Regions from separate parts of the Danio rerio genome. Here region 1 is linked to region 2. A link is a contact called in public HiCAR-type data. All regions are on one chromosome and are shown on one strand. The core of a region is the stretch at or near the end of the contact, and the rest is flanking DNA. Distances in the headings are between cores, read along the strand shown.

What was found. HiCAR-type assays count read pairs that join an accessible place to other places.
Region 1: a HiCAR-type map of caudal fin shows a contact between it and region 2, with 6 times the contacts expected there. The contact joins the promoter of zdhhc1 here to the promoter of hsd11b2 in region 2. A contact is called at or near these places in 3 of 18 Hi-C or Micro-C datasets (caudal fin and embryo) and 3 of 4 datasets of contacts at active chromatin or transcription factors (caudal fin, embryo and gastrula embryo).

Annotation. Positions count from the first base shown.
Region 1 is chr7:35,299,776-35,303,203 of GRCz12tu, forward strand. zdhhc1 (zDHHC palmitoyltransferase 1) reads left to right here and starts at 1,775. Exons shown (of 11, transcript NM_001423785.1): 1 at 1,775-2,386.
Region 2 is chr7:35,235,216-35,238,737 of GRCz12tu, forward strand. hsd11b2 (hydroxysteroid (11-beta) dehydrogenase 2) reads right to left here and starts at 1,449. Exons shown (of 5, transcript NM_212720.2): 1 at 942-1,449. The coding sequence starts at 1,215. It also overlaps a transcript of zdhhc1 not described here.

The DNA.
Region 1 (3,428 bases), core at 525-3,024, 65 kb after region 2:
ATATATGCACTGTTGGGAGAACCAAACAGGAAACCTTACTGCCAACTCCATATTTTTTAGTATATAAGAGCAATACCCACCTATTGAATGGTCTCTCTTCTTTCGTCAGTTGTTTGTCAATCTGTCTGTTAAATTCTTTTACTTCACTGCAATAGAGAACAATCACTGTTGAGTTAACATTTATACCAGTAACAAAAAGGCTCTTTGAGCATTGTGCAAAATTAACCATATTCTGACCTGTAATGATAACCGTTACCAGAAAGAAAGACCTGCTCAGCATCATTCAAAGACAAGCTCCTCAAGACACCCAGAGCATGTACGATGTCCTATTAAAAAAATAAAATAAAATCATTTAAATATGGACTAAAATACCACCACAGAACAGCAAATCATTTTACATGGGTTCATAAATGAGTAGCACCCAGCATGCAGTTTATATACTTATTTGGCCAGACATTCCTCTGGAAAATGAACACCACAGATAAGCTGCACTTCATTATAGATATGCTATAAACTCAAGAACACAGCTAGCATTTGTAACTGTATTTATAAACTGCTTATCAATGTCTATTAAATGTAGAGTTAATGCTAAACAAATAAAATATTAATAAATTAACTAGTTATTAAATGCTTAATAAATTATTTATAGTATGCAGATGTTATAAAGTGTAACTCAACAGTTTGCGATAACCTCAATGAAAATATTCCTGTAGTTTGTTTTCTTTTCTTCCTACAATGGGCCTAGGCAATCCAATCATATTGGCCAACACTTCTTATTCGCCAGGTAAAACACACCTGATATACATTAAAGATATGAGACTTTATATGGTTAAGGCCTGCAGAATAAGCCTAACTTTTAAAACCGTCAAACATCTCATTCATCACTGTAAAACGATGACAAAACATCAGGCTAATAACACATTGTGGGGCTAACAGGCAGTCAGCACAATTTTTAATGTGCTAATGTAATACAACGTTGAGTAATGGTTTTTACACGAATATAGCAAAATATAGATAAATCTGAAACTCTCACATCAACGTGCTTTTACCATCTTAGTTTAATGCATGTGTCACTAAGCGTATTAGACCGCCGTTAAGTCAACAAGCCATTAAATCAACAATGTTTCAATAAACCATTGTCACGAACTACGATCGTCGTAGCATTTAATCAAACTAGAAAACGAACTCTAGAAAATTATTAACAGTTATAGCAGCTCTCACTCTGGCTGTGTAAAATTATCCATAATTATTATTATCATATTTTATTCTTCTGGAAAAAAAAAACTCGTCACGTAACATTTTTGTCCCAGTCCCCAGACCGTTGGGTTAAATCATGCAGGCTAATCTGGCATTTCTGCATAACTTTACAGTATAAAACAGCAGCATTACAAAATAAACACATACTTTAACAGTTTAAAATAAAACTTAATAGAAAATCGGTACTTACACTTTCCTTGTCATCCGTGTCGTCCATTAGCGCATCCTTGATCCAATCCGACAGTTGGCGCTGTCACAAAAAAATAGGGTCCTAAAGATGCGGTCCTAAAAATGCGGTCCTGAGAGTGCAGCCACTCCAGTTGTGCAGGATTACCCTTCTCAATAGAGCAGGTATTCCAGAGTGCAAAATAGAAACACTATAAAACTACATCTAATAAAACAATCTAGTAAATAATAATAAAATAAAAGCAACGTTTTATCATCTTAAATTACGATTGAAACTTCAAGAAAAAAAGTTTAATTTTATTATTTAGTGGTAAGGACTTTTAATTTGAAAGAAACCATGTAACGGTTTTCCCGGATGTAGGTGCGTCGGTCAGCTATTAATTACACAAATTGTCACTGTATGCCGAAAATACTGGATTTACTATCGCTGCTGTAATATAAAACCTTTGTTTATTGGTGTTTGTGCAGTCTCTTAAGCAGACTGGATTGTTTAGATAGATAAAACGCTTTGTATGTAGATCGAGAACCATCGTAAGATGTGATTTGTTTGCAGAATGATTAGTTAACAGCAGTCAATCGTGTTCTCCGCGCACAACTAACGTTAACGTTAGCGGTTAATATTTGGTCAGTCACAAATGTTTTATTGGTTTGGTGCACTGTGGCAAGTTAATCAGTATATCTAGAAGAGATTAGTTACCTCGGAATGAAAGCGTGATGATAGATTTGGGTTAGTGAGACGCCCGCTTGGATCTCAGGCTACAGGTATACGTTAGTGAATGAGTAAAGACAGGGCTAACGTTAGTGGTCACCCAGAGCTAATGTTATTGTGTTTGTGCCGTGGATGAGTGAGGGTCAAAGATGACTCCGGTTAGTGGTAGTTTTCATGTAAAGAAAAAGCAGTGCAGGTAATGTTGGCTGAATCCTGTCATCAGTAACGGAGCAGGTGAGTTTTATGCTTTATACGTGAGCTTATTTTCATCAATAATGATGACCACTAAGGATGTGTTAGTTAACGTTAGCTATTAGAATCTGGTGTAAAACGTATTTGCCTTTTTGTTTAATACGTTTACATGTATTACTTCAAATAACATTTAACATAAAGCTTTGAATGTTGAATGCTTAAAAAAGACTATTAGTGTAGCAATAAAATTTGTAACGTTAGTAATCATAAAAATATGTAACATTTAATTAAAGACCATTTTCAAAAACGTTGAGCTGAATAATTTGCTAACATAAGTTCAAATTGTGGACACTGCAGCCATAATATTGTAGATGTATTATTATGTAACTTAAATACAAATAACTATATCAACCGTTCTTAAAATATTTTAGATATTTTATCAGCCTACTTCATGTACAGAATAATTGATGACAGCTACATAACCACCAAAAAACTGAAATTATTTAAAACTGTATTATTTGAAATGCCAAAAATCAAAAGCCTCATGGAGAGCAGAACGCACTTGAAGTGGATCATCTGGTGGAAATAATCCAAAATTTATCATCCTGAACATTTTTCATATCACACAGCTGATAAAACGTTAAAAATAAGCATTTATAAACTGATACTACTGCCAGACACTGTGCATCATTGAGATTGTGAGTATATTTCAAGCATTTTTCCATTTGTTTTCTTTAAAATTAATGATACACAACAAATGTATAATTTACAGTAAACTGAATTCATTGTTAATTTTCAATAATGCAAAATGCTTATTAAATGTGATAGGGAGCATTTAGTTCTGTTATTATTTTTTGTTTATCATATTTTAAATCTTTTTAAACAACTGGAGTTGACAATAACAGAGTTAATATTTTCTCCATTTTATGCTTTAGCTCAAGATGCTAACCTCAAACCAGATACCACAAAATAGAATTGTGTTTATTTTCATCATATTATAGTTTTTAAAATGTGATCTAGAAATACACTGAAACATCACACTAACATTAACACTATCACTATAACATTATTATGCCTTTTTATA
Region 2 (3,522 bases), core at 199-2,698:
CCAATTAAGAAAAAGACAAACCATCCTTGAGTACTGTAGTTCAGCCAGCAGGACACAATAGAGGTTAATACACAACACATCGGATGAACAAGACTAGCAGAATGCATGCACTGATTAATCATCAAACAGTGCTGAATGTTACATCCAGTCCAGGGTTATTATAGTTAACTTGAAATCATATTGATTACTTAAATGAGAACTGAAATAAGATATAGCACATTTTCATTTCAGATATTTGCCAAGGAACTTTTATGCATTCTCTATACACTTAACAATGAGCAAAGGTACATAAAAAGTCCAATAATATTGCCATATTAAAAGTGCTAAAACAAAAACACAAGACAACACACACACTTTAAAACCAAACTTAAATAAAAACTGAAATTTACAGTAGCATAAGATTGAAAGTAAAATTAAACTTCACCTATTTTTGAACTTGATATGGTCTAAAGATAAAGAAAATTCTTTTAAAAGCATCGCACAAGATGTTCTTGATCAAGACAGTCTGTCCTCAGACATGAGATGTTATGTAGGGTAAAAGTGATTCTAATCAGGAAAGCAATTAATACAGAACTTACAGTAAAACAGCAAACATAGCATGTGCTGACAAGGAATGTACAGTGCAAATGTGCAGCTAATTCCATCACGGTACAGGTGAAACACATACTTTTTAACCCTCTAAATGTTGCTGTATGGCTAAATACAAAACAACAACAATCCTAATATAATTGTGGCACTTTTGCAAGACAGAATACACCCGTCATGACCTAGATTCCCCAGCTGATGTTTGTACAATCTCTGCTTATCAATTCATGTGCATTTCAGGTCAGTGCGTAATGATCCTCTGAGTCAGCCACGGATCAAAAGAAGAAAACACAAAAATGTACAATGACACACACAATCATTCCTTTCATTCTGTTCTTGCTTTGGCTCTTGCTTACCTGTGATGAAGACTGCTTTGTCTTCAACTGGCAGGGAGGGTTTAGGGGTGGCCCACGTGAAGTACAGCCAGCAGCACACACAGAGGACCAGTCTTGCCAGCACAGCGGGCATGCACAGGGCACACAGTCTCTCCACCAGCAGAGTGGCACCCAGCCATACCACCACTGAGGGCATGGCACCGATATTGAATGCCAGGAACTTCTTCACCGCTCCACCAACAAAGATAGACATTACGCCGATGTAAATCCAGAAAGACACTGCAAAGTCTTCCATTGTACTAGAGATGGAAATGCTTTGTAGTCTTTCTCTCCCTGCCTGTTTTCTCTTTTTTTTTCTGTCTGTCTATCTGTCTGTCTGTCTTGTACTGATACTGGCACCTTTCCCTCTTTTTCTCTCTCTGCCACTGTCTCGGTCTCAAGTGGGATCACACTTACAAATGAGCAACCATGTGCCTGCTCGGTTGCCTACAATCTCAAGCTCACACACATCTCACACGTTCCAACTCAGAGTAGGAGAGTAAGAGCTAGTGAACAGATCCGTCTGACTGCGTGTGTGTATATATAGTGTACTCTGCAGGAGAGGGGAGGGACTTTGCTCAAGCAGATGTAATCAAAGCCCAATGGCCAAAGCTTTGCAACACTTCTTGTACCCCCCACTTACCCTCAGCCCCCACAACATACACAGGTTTGTCGTCTTTCCAACAAAGCATTTGCTCTTTGTGCATTTTCCACTCTTTTGCTGCTTTTGCTTGGCACTGAAATAATTTGTGGAACTTTCTTCTATATAAATATGAGAAAATAAATGACTATTATAACAGTGGAAGCATCTGAATTTGCTAAATACAGTATTTTTCTCACTCTCCTTTGAAATGTGCATTGCAAATAGGCAAACTCACTTTACTTGAATTGCAGGTGTCAGTGAGACACGGAGACATTTGTGGGTGGTTGTACTACGTATGTTTTTTCGACATGTGCACGTGTGCTTTGCTTTGGCTCATGTGACTCATGTGTTTCCTCCATGATTAATCCTCAGAATGCCCTTTTGATGTGTTTTGGCATTGCTGTCTATGCATTTTAAACTCTGCAGGTCTAATTTGCTGTTCCTTTCAGAGAACATTAAACTAATATGCATTCACAGGAATGTAGGCCTACAAAAAGAAAAACAAAAAAGCACAAAGAGTGTGGGTGGCAGATGAAAAGTGGAGAAAGGTGTTTATAATGAGGAGAAAAAGATCTCATTTTCAGGGTCATTGATTCGTCTTCTAAATGCAGATGTTTTGTCTAAAATACCCCAAGTAGAATCCTGCTATTTAGATCTATACATGTCAAGATAGTTCACCTTTTGATGACACCTGTAGATTCCCGCTCCCTTGTTTCCCTAGGAGCTGTTTAATAAACACATCAGCAGTACTATAAATCCTCCAAGCAAGAATCTGACCTTTACACTAAGAAAAGGAGAGGCATCAAAGAAGGAATGATGAACTGAGGGAAAAAGGGGGGGCACTGACGTCATTCTCACATCAGGTGTGTTGTTTCATCTTATTTGGATGACTATGTGTGAAACCTCATGTCATCTTTACCCTAGTTCTGTCTTTTACACTCATCTGTCTTCTCAATGTGTGTAAAACTCGTCCATAGACTCTGTGTTTACGTTTTTTTTGCAGTTTTGTTTTTCGTATCTATATCTCAATCTCTAAATTTTCCCCCTTCCACAGAAGTTATTCACAGCTCACAGTTTGTTTGATTACACATGACAGTACAGTATGCAGGAAGAAATTACACAACTCCTCCTACATCCACCTCAGACAATACAAACTCTAAATCCCGTTATTCATCTCTAAGCCGAGCCCATACAGAAGTTAAAGCCTTCTCTGTACATACTTGTTTGGATGCTGAACATAGTGTTCCTTGACCTTGTGTTAATGACCTTTGGAGGTCATAGAACATGTTACCATTCATCCGTATCACCAACAGGCAATTGTGCGCCACACACGCTCCACAGCATTGCCATATGGTGATCATATCATATGATACTAATTCTTATGTAAGCCTTTGGCAGCAGGAATAACCCTTTATCATTTAGATGGGTTCAGTGTTTTCCACCAGAGGACATTTTTAGATAATGAATACAGGTACAGAATGCCTAATAAGGAAATATTATTTTTATCTATTACATGTGAGTGGCTATGTACTTTAGATATGGTAAAAATACTACTAAGGCATAAAAGGGGAAACAGATCTAAGCATACTCAATGCAGTGATACGCTTTTGCATATCTGAGGTACAAGGTCAGAGTAGTGATAGACCTACTTAATCCTATCACTGTTTGTCCAAGGGGGGCGATAGAGAGCTGTATAACTTGTCACACTGAACGAACCCTCTGTAGGAAATCTTCTGGCATGAGCACACACAAAAAATGAATGGCTTACTTTACAGAAAAGCATCTATTTAGAAAATTGTTAAATTAATAATGTACTGTAAGTATTATTATTTACTATTTTTATTATGATTATTATTATTACTACTATTATTATTATTATTTGCAATAGCTGCAGGATTTGTTGTTTTTAACAAAAAAATA